2 separate regions of the Rattus norvegicus genome follow, and region 2 is linked to region 1. Evidence: chromatin contacts called from public Hi-C data. All regions are on one chromosome and are shown on one strand. Each heading gives the region's core, a stretch centred on a gene start, on an enhancer-like site or on the middle of the called end of the contact. The rest is flanking DNA. Distances are from core to core; before and after follow the strand shown. Region 1 overlaps Hs2st1 (heparan sulfate 2-O-sulfotransferase 1). Region 2 has its middle 48 kb from the start of Selenof.

The links. A called contact is a pair of places that touch in the nucleus more often than the background predicts.
Region 2: a Hi-C map of frontal cortex shows a contact between it and region 1, with 4 times the contacts expected there. The contact joins two enhancer-like sites. A contact is called at or near these places in 11 of 12 Hi-C or Micro-C datasets (the Rat2 cell line, Schwann cells, frontal cortex and 6 more) and 1 of 1 datasets of contacts at active chromatin or transcription factors (oligodendrocytes).

The regions. Positions count from the first base shown.
Region 1 is chr2:236,187,306-236,191,869 of GRCr8, reverse strand. It overlaps Hs2st1 (heparan sulfate 2-O-sulfotransferase 1), which reads left to right. Exons shown (of 7, transcript NM_001100518.1): 3 at 2,318-2,403. Among named protein-coding and RNA genes, the nearest start is that of Hs2st1, 110 kb to the left of the region's middle. Within about 2 kb of position 2,524, at least 7 of the 93 cell types and tissues checked have an H3K27ac peak or open chromatin away from gene starts, as enhancers often do.
Region 2 is chr2:236,348,607-236,353,170 of GRCr8, reverse strand. No RefSeq gene overlaps it. Among named protein-coding and RNA genes, the nearest start is that of Selenof, 48 kb to the right of the region's middle. Within about 2 kb of position 2,225, at least 14 of the 93 cell types and tissues checked have an H3K27ac peak or open chromatin away from gene starts, as enhancers often do.

The DNA of each region.
Region 1 (4,564 bases), core at 1,275-3,774:
GCGCCTTCTGCTCCTTCACAGGGCCTCAGTTCAGCTCCCAGCACCCACATCAGGCCGTTCACAGTCTGTAACCCCAGCTCGGGCGAGCCAACCCTGCAGACACCTGCAGTCATGCTTACATTGCACAAACCCACACATGAAGATCAAAACAAAATTTTAGATACTTGGATAATTGAAATGTTTTTATTTGATCAAGCTTATTTTAAAATATCTTGCAGTCGGGCTGGAGAGATAGCTCAGTAGTTAAGAGTATTGGCTGTTCTTCCAGAGGTTTTGAGTTCAACTCCCAGCAACCACATGGTAGCTCACAGCCATCTGTAATGGGATCTGATTCCCTCTTCTGGTGTGTCTGAAGAGAGTGTCAGTGTACTCACATACATAAAATAAATAAATCTTTGAATTCTTTTTTTTTTTTTTCGGAACTGGGGACTGAACCCAGGGCCTTGTGCTTGCTAGGCAAGTGCTCTACCACTGAGCTAAATCCCCAACCCAATAAATAAATCTTAAAAAAAACTTAAAGTCATTACCTTTAATCTTTTGTTGGTCATATTTTGATTTGTTGGGGCATAAATTAAAGAATGACTTTTTGATTGCTTTTTGAATATCATGTCAGAGAGGAAAACATGTAATACACAGAATGAATTGGGTATGTGGAACTCTGTAAGCCCAGGCCTTGGGAGGCAGTGGCAGAAGGACCATGACTTTGTCACCCTAGATGTGATGAGCGTGAGGCTAGCCAGGGTTATGAATCCCTGTTGGTAAAACACATGTATTCATACACACAGAGAATGTATTCCTTAGATTGGAATGTTGCTTGCTTTTTCAGTGTATATTGTTGATAGGGGGGTGTATTTTTTACTATGTTTTATGTCAACTTGACATAAGGTTGGCTCATCTGGGAAGAAATCAAGAAAATACCTCCCTAGGATTGGCCTGCACAGAAGTCCATGGGCCATCTTCTTGATAGATGACTGGGTGTGCAGGCCCACCCTTGTGGGCAGCACCACCTTGAGTAGGTGGTCCAGGACTGTATAAGGAAACAAACTGAGCAAGTCAGGAAGAGCAAGCCAAGAAGCAGCATTCTTCATGCCTTGTTGTACTCTCACAGTGACTCCTCTGGATGGACTGTCAGTGAAATAAACCCTTTTCTCTTGTGTTTGCTTATGGTCATGGTGTTTTGTTTTGGGTTTTTTTGTTTTGTTTTGTTTGTTTGTTTTGTTTTGTTTTTCTTTTTTTCGTAGCTGGGGACCGAACCCAGGGCCTTGAGCTTGCTAGGCAAGCGCTTTACCATTGAGCTAAATCCCCAACCCCTGGTCATGGTGTTTTATCACAGCAATAGAAAGCCTGTTAAAGATGCAGGGCCCTCTAGAGCAACACAGTAGGAAGAAGGAAGACACACATTTTACATTTTATTATGTATATGCATTATAGTTAAGGGGACTGGGTCAGAGTGGTTAAGAATACTTGTTTTTCTTCAAATAACCTGAGCTTGGTTCCCAGCACCCACCTTGTGCAGTTCATATCTCCCATACCCCCAGCTCCATACCTTATGGCTTCTGTGCATATATACATATATATAGAAACACATGTGTATACACATCCGTATAAATAGCTTTATAAAAGAGAGTGAGTGTTAGGATGTCTTATACATCCTGTCTGGGGAGTCCAACAATGGCCGCCGTCACACTGGAGCCTCAGAGAACCCTACAACTGCTCAGTTGTCCACGAGACTGTGCCTCAGGAACCCCAGCCTGGCTTTGAAAGTCAGGAGGGTCCCTGGAGAGCAACTGACCTTCCGTTCAAGTCTGAAGCCCGAAGAACCCAGGTTCTCACGGAGCAGCAACAGTAGCTACAGCCGGACAGTACAGACAGCCACAGGGTTAATGAACTCTCCAGGAAGGTGCAGAGGCGAGGGGCAATGTAGCCTTTCCCCAGGCCTCCTCCATCTGCATCCAGTGCAGATCAAACCCTGCAGATAAGCTCATCCAGAAATCCCTTAAAGCTGTGCCAACCGCTTATCTCATTGATTCTAATGTAGTGAGCCAGCAACGACAATTTACCTTCATGGGGGTGAAACACCCCCTCCCCTGCAGCCACCTACCACCCCGTGTTGTGCAGTGAAAATCCACTGCACCGTACATGGGTGCGGTAATGTGGTACATGCAGACTGCACTGTCTGTTCTACCCTGAACCTGTCTCCCAGCTCTGTAAATGCCTGGTCCTGTCCCTGAGTGGGAGGTGTCTTGCTGTTGACAGAATCCACTTTCTTTACTTTGCAGTGAGGTGATGAGACTGTCCTTCCTCCCTCCCTTTTTAGGTGCGCTTTGTAAAGAATATAACCAGCTGGAACGAGATGAAACCAGGCTTCTATCACGGACACATTTCTTACTTGGATTTTGCAAAGTAAGTAGCATCCAAAATGATGTACTGAGGAGTGCTTTGTCGCCGGCCGGCCTGTGCACTCCATGAAGTGTTAGGAATACACAGAAGGCCACTTTTAGATGGGTGATTTAGTCCTTCCAGTGCGTTACTGCCCTCTAGCGTTCATAACTCCACACGTCTCGAGCTAATTACAACAGTTCACGTTCTGTTAGGGATTTTGTGGCAGTTCCTCACCTGGACTGGAGTACAGAGAGTGTGCAGTCAGTCAGACTGAGAGGACAAAGAAACTCTCCCTCGGGTTTCGGTACCCTAATAGCTTTCCCTTGAACCACTGTGTTTCAGCTTTGAAATTGACAAGGTATAAGGGGAGACTTTTGAAAAGCCAAGAATTTTCTTTCATGTTTGAATGTGATTGTGTAAGTCACAGTAATTTTGTCTTAATTCTCCTAAAGAAAAGTTCAAAGGACTACGGAGTACAAACGGCTCAAAAGCCCTTGCATCTTTAAGGAGTAATCAAAAAACTGGTTAGAAGGAGTAGGTCTAGGCATGTGATCCACCTGAGTGTTCTCCGTGGACACATGGCGCCATTACAATAAAACCCCACATCCAAGTGCTCTGCTAATTACGCTGTTAACCTCAGAGACAGCAGGGTACGGATTGTGACGTAGACATGCGCAGCTCAGGTCCACCTCAGCAGCTGTGTCAACTTTAAGTGAAGCTCTCTCTCAATTCCACTTTTGAGGTTGGCAAAGAACAGAAAGGCAGGCCACGGGGCCAGACAGTGGGAATCCTAGCTTCTCTGAAAATCATACAATTAAAGAATTCCCCAAATATTATCTTTCAGCAACATTGTAACTTTAAATGTACACTTCTCTATAAATAATTCATACTGTGATATTGAAGGGGTTTTATAGGCGGCTTTAAAATAAACTAAAAGTTCTCTCTGCAGAGGCCCGGACCAGTTTCATAAGCTTCACTCATGTGTATACGTTCCCTGAGGGCCGCACTACTCTTCCCTATGTGTTTGTTACCCTCTCACCTGAATGATTTGGGGCTTTTTTTCCCCCTCTCTCTACAGGGCCTGGTTTCTAATACTGGAGGTATTCATTGTTAAAATTATATATTGAGTACTGTTGCTTTGGGCAGAGTCTAGTATGTAGAACAGAGCTCTGGTGTTTACTGAAGTACTTGGACTTGAAATGGATAAAGCATTTAAAAAGAATAATCTTATTAAACACTGACCACAACACTGGCTTTGAATATTTCCATAGCAGCTCATGTTACTGGAAAGAATAGTATATTTTTAAACATTTTGATAGAATAACAATTTTAAATGAATAGCTAAACAGAATCAATTAGGGATATGGTTGGATGTGTTCTAGTGTATGAGTCAGGAAACATTGTAGATGTGCCCATTCTTTAGCTGAATAGCCACAGAGTCCGTGATTGAGGAAGAAGAGAAACCTCATTTGCCGCTTTTAAAGTGTTTTGTTCTTCACAGCATGTTACTGAACGGAGAACGGTGGGGTATACCTGTAATTTTAGTCACCAAGGAGGCTGGTACAGGAGAGTTACATGTTTGAAGTCAGCCCAGGCAACTTAGCGAGATCCCATCTCACATTAGGAAGATGGCTCCATGGGTAAAATCACTTGCCTCACAATTATGAGGACCCAGGCTTGAGTCCCTAGAACCCATGTAGAGACCAGGCATGTACCTCAGGCATCTATCTATGACCCCAGGGCTCGTGTGGGGGACAGAAGTGGCAGTGTCCCTGGAAGCTCACCAGCCTGCTGGCAGCAGCAGTGAAGCCCTGTCTCAAAGGAAGGAGCAACCGCTGCACACCACGACACACGGACCCCTGTGTTCACACCCATAGCTCATGCACAGGGCAGTGACCACTGCACACCACCACACATGGACCCCTGTGTTCACACCCATAGCACACGCACAAGGCAGTGACCACTGTACACCACAACACAGGTAAATGGTTTTTCGTGTAAAAACAACTACGTTTCTTAAGCTATGGCTCTGTAGTAGAATAGTCACCTGGTTATGATAGAAGCCCTGGGTTTACTCAGTCCCCGTTACTACCGCACACAAAAGCACTGTGTGGGTGTTAAGAACACTGGCTACCCTTCCAGAGGGTGTGAGTTCTGCCCCCAGCATCCACATTGTGACTCA
Region 2 (4,564 bases), core at 976-3,475, 160 kb before region 1:
CCAGTTCTTTCTCATCGTGAAGTCCTTCGTCTTCCTGCCTGTGTGACAGCCAGAGTCTGAGTGTTTGTTCCCCAGAGGCTGACACTGAAATCTCATCCACAGCATGGAGGCACCAAGAGGTGGGCCAGATGGCCCAGTGGTTAGGAGCTCTTTGCAGGGGACCCTGGTTTGGTTCTGCGTACCCCTGTGGTGGCTCACAACCACCTGTAACCCAGTTCCAGGGGATCCTATGCCCTTTTCTGGCTTCCAAGAGTTCCTGTAAGCATGTGGTATTAATGCATATACTCAGGCACACATACACATAAAATAATAAAAAAAAATAAAGATCTTTGCTCTCATGAAGTGAGTCAGTACCTTTATAAGGAAACTGGAAGGGCATGCTTGCCTGACCCTTCCGTTTTATGAAGAGACACCTAGAACGTGCGGTCTACAGAGCAGAGAACCAACATCAGACATAGAATCTGTTGGAGCACAGATCTTACTTTCCAGTCTCTAAATTATAAAATAAACAAACTCCCCAGCACACACACACAGCTATCAATGATAAATAAACGCTGGGCTGGGGCAATAGCTCATTGGTGAGGATTTCAGTTCAGCTCTGAGAACCTATGTAAGCCAGGCTCTGCATGCCTGCTGCTCTGGTTGGGAAGACAGGAAGTGCAACAGCCATCCCATTAGATCCTGGAGCTACAACCCACCATGAATGAGTAAGGGAGACATAGTCATGGCTTTCTCAAAGTGTATACTTCTGTGGAGAACACAGAATAATCTGTGACAATAGTGGTTAAGAATGAACATCTTTTTCTAGTCTCAAAATACAGTATTATTTTCCTTCTCTCCCTTTTACTCCCTCTCCTAACTTTCTGAAAACAGCATCAGGTGAGGCCAAGCAGAAGAGTCAGTGGTCCAGCAGGGCCATGAGCTATGGAAGACTAACATCCTAGTTAACTTTACCTGTCAGCTTTAACTAGTTGACTTGGACATACCCTAGAGCCAGCTGAGAAGGGACTCACACCTGAGACCCTGGAGAATCACTTGGATTGGACTGGCCCGTGGGCTTGTCTGTAGGGCACTATCTTAACTGTTAATTGATGTTGCAGAACCCACTGTTTGAGACATCATTCTCCTGGCAGGTACCGTATTATAAAAAGCAAGCTGATGGGGCCAGGAAATGGGTCAGTAGTCAGGAAGAACACTGGCTGTTCTTCCAGATGACCCAGGGTTCAATTCCCAGCACCCACATGGTGGCTCACAACCACCTGTAGTTCCAGTTCCAGGGGATTGACAACCTCTTCTGACCTCCTAGTATGCCAGGCAGACAAGTGTCATTCAAAGACATCCACACAGACGAGGATACTAAAAGTGACCCAAAGTCATACCATAGGAAACACAGTGTGGGTCCCCGGAGTCAGTGCTGTGAAATGACCCATGTCTGTTACATTTTTGCCAGTTATGCACACACTGGCTAGACAGCATCAGACAGACTCAGGCCGAAGGCATTCTATAACACTGGCTGGAACTGCTTACAATGCTAACATCTATCCTTAAGTGGAATAGAAGCAGAAGTCAGGAATGTTCCAAATGAGGAAGACATTGAGATGCATGAGAAGCAGGAAAATGTGTGACCCTGGTTTGGATCCTCTGATTACAAAAAGCTGCTGACTCCACTGGAAAATCTTCAGTGGGCTTGGCTGGAAGAAGAATGTAGGGGAATTCTTTGTGACTATTCTTATAACTTTTCCATAGGAAACTATTTGCGAAAAAGAAAATTAATTAGTACGATTGTTGTGGTGATACAGCTTATGGGAGCTGCTGGTGTGACCGAAAGAATGGCAGGGTGCTGGTGGATGAGAGATGGGTTGGGGATGAGAAGCAGGGGGCTCCGGGCAAGGAAGCGCGTTTGTCAGATGGGAGAAGGATTCATGGTTTGCATTTCCCTCATTTGGGCTGTGAGTCGATTCTTTCCAGCCACGTCTGTCTGAGAACCTTACCTTGAAATCTTCTGTTGGTCTGCCTGCTGGCACTGTCTACCAGAGGCCCAGGAAGGTGCCTGGAAGCTGGAAGGAGGCTCATTTGGGAGACATCACCGTGGTGACCGTCTTAACATCATACGGCCAGCAGATGGCAGCAGGCAATTCTGGGAAAGAAGGACCTACTGGAGCGGGGAGGGAGGTCTGGCGAGGCCAGAGCCTGGCTGGCTCCCACTGTTGGCTCTCTGTGAATTGCAGGCTCCTGCCAGGCAACAGAGCCTCCTGCAGCCCAACCTTGCTCTCTGGAAATAATGGGGAAAAGAGAAGGAGGGCTGAGAGAAAAGTCTTCATTGTGTTTTTGAAGAAAGCTGCTTTTATTTCTCCCAATAATGCAGGAGAGAAAAGGAGAGGCCATCACTTCGCAGAACTTGAATGAAATGCCTCAGAGTCCTGGAAGTTAATAGAAAGAGTTGGACTCACTGGCGAGAGGGTGGGACACATCCTCAGTACTTGTGACAAAGAAGAACACAGACTCGGTTCACGGTTCACTTGTAACGTGGAGGCAGGGGTTTGAGAATCAGACGAACCAACCTGTTCGTTTCAGGGTGTAGTTTAGTAGGCAATTGGACACTCACTAAGGGCCAGTGTCATTACACCTAGCACAAGCTGTGTTCTGCATGTTCTGTGCTGTGCAATCCCTTCCTGAGTTATGCACATGTATTTTACTATGTCACATTTAAAACGTCAGGCTTAGAAAAGTTGTCCTCAATACCAGTTTGTTAAGGTGTTTACTGTGTGCCAACTAGGGACACAGTGACCAGAGCAGGATTAAGGACAAATATGACCCCTCTCTTCCTGTAACTTACCATCTAGCTGTGACTCCTAGGGTTGAGAACAAATCCAGGACTTGATTCAGGTTGGTGGGATTCAAAGGACGTCTGCTGACATTAATAAGAACAATGACCACAATCAAGCCATACCGTTGCTTATGGTTTCATACCACGCTTCCTCAGAGCAGGCCTTTACCAAACCTCTCACTTGTCCTTACCGAATTTGTAAAGTAGAAGTTAAAAACGCCCAGTTCATAGTTGTCTGGAGAACAAACAAGACTGTATCTAATGAAGTGCTTACTGTAGTCTGCCATCAAAACTCATCAATAGCAGGTCATTGTCATTACTAGGACTGCCTTGGGGTCTGAGATCACACACACGAGTCTCATTAACCCACCCTGGGCACTGTCCAAGATTAGAATGCATCCAGCCTCGGGGTAGGGGAAGAGGTTTCATACTGGAGATAGTGGGTTTTGTTGGTGGTGGTGTTTTTGTTTTGTTTTGTTTTGCCTTTGGGAGGGACACTCCATCATTCTCTGTCCATTTGTCCTGGAAGTGGCTGGCCCTACCCCACCAGAGCTGGAAGGGTAACTCAGACCAAGCCACGTGCGGCAATTCTTCCTGTCGGTCATCAATTGAGGGATGAATACCTCATCCAAGTTGCCAGTTGAAAGCAACTTCAAGGGCTTTTCAAAGAGTTACCAGAAGAGAAATGATCTTTCAGCCGAGGCTTATTTGCAGGAAGGAATATCAGAACAGAAAGAAGCTGAGAGCAAGGTCATCCGGGAGAAAGACTGTAGTCAATGGATGGCTTGAGAATCCTGATGATGTCACCCAAGCCCTGGAGTCAGGGACTGGTAAGCTCTTACTGGAAAAGGCCAGATCATAAATAGATCAGATCATTCCTGCAAGGATCCAATGCATTATGGCTCGAGAGCCGCCCTAGACATTACATTATGTAAAAGAAGATATGTGGCTTTGTGCCACTAAAACTATTTACAGGAGCACGTGATGGGGCCCAGAGAGACGACTCAGGGCTGAAGTTCAGTTCCCAGAACCCACATCAGGAAGTTAATAGCCCCATGTCTAAGGGATATTGCACCCCCTTCTGGCCTCTGCGGGTACCTGCATACATGTGGGAGACAACACATATTCAAAAATAAAAATTAATCTTAAAAAGAATATCAGGCAATGGGCTAATGTTCTCTCTTTTCTGAGGCTGTATGTAAAGCCAGACAGCACTGGGCTCTTCCATTAGGGCTACCACTGACTTCCTGTCTGGATGAAGCCAGTTTGAGATTTGTATTATAACATTGGAAAGGGCTCTGATGCACGCTTCAATTTGATAAAATATGACCTTAATTCATCTGGCAGGTCACAGACTACCTAATGGTAAAGAAACTCATTTATTATTCCTCTCACCTAGTGGAAACTTCCAGGGCAGCCATTCTTGTTCTAAGTCCGTTCTGCAGTTGCTCTGGTTGGAGGCCACGGGCTGCTGCCAAGAAAGTTGAAATGTAACTGCCACTAAATCTCCCCAGAGGAGCGAGGTGGGGGTGGGGGTGCATCTGCAAAGTCTTGGGTTTTGAGCAGGCAGCCCAACAAGGGGCGACAGTAAATCACTGCACACAAAAAGGGTCCCAGAAGCATCACTGGAGAGGTTCTTCAGTGATCGGAAAAGGGAACTGGGGGGTGGAGGTGTTCTGACAGGGGAAGGATGGGATCTGTGGAAGAGACAGAGCCCCGATGTTCCCGTCAGTGGGA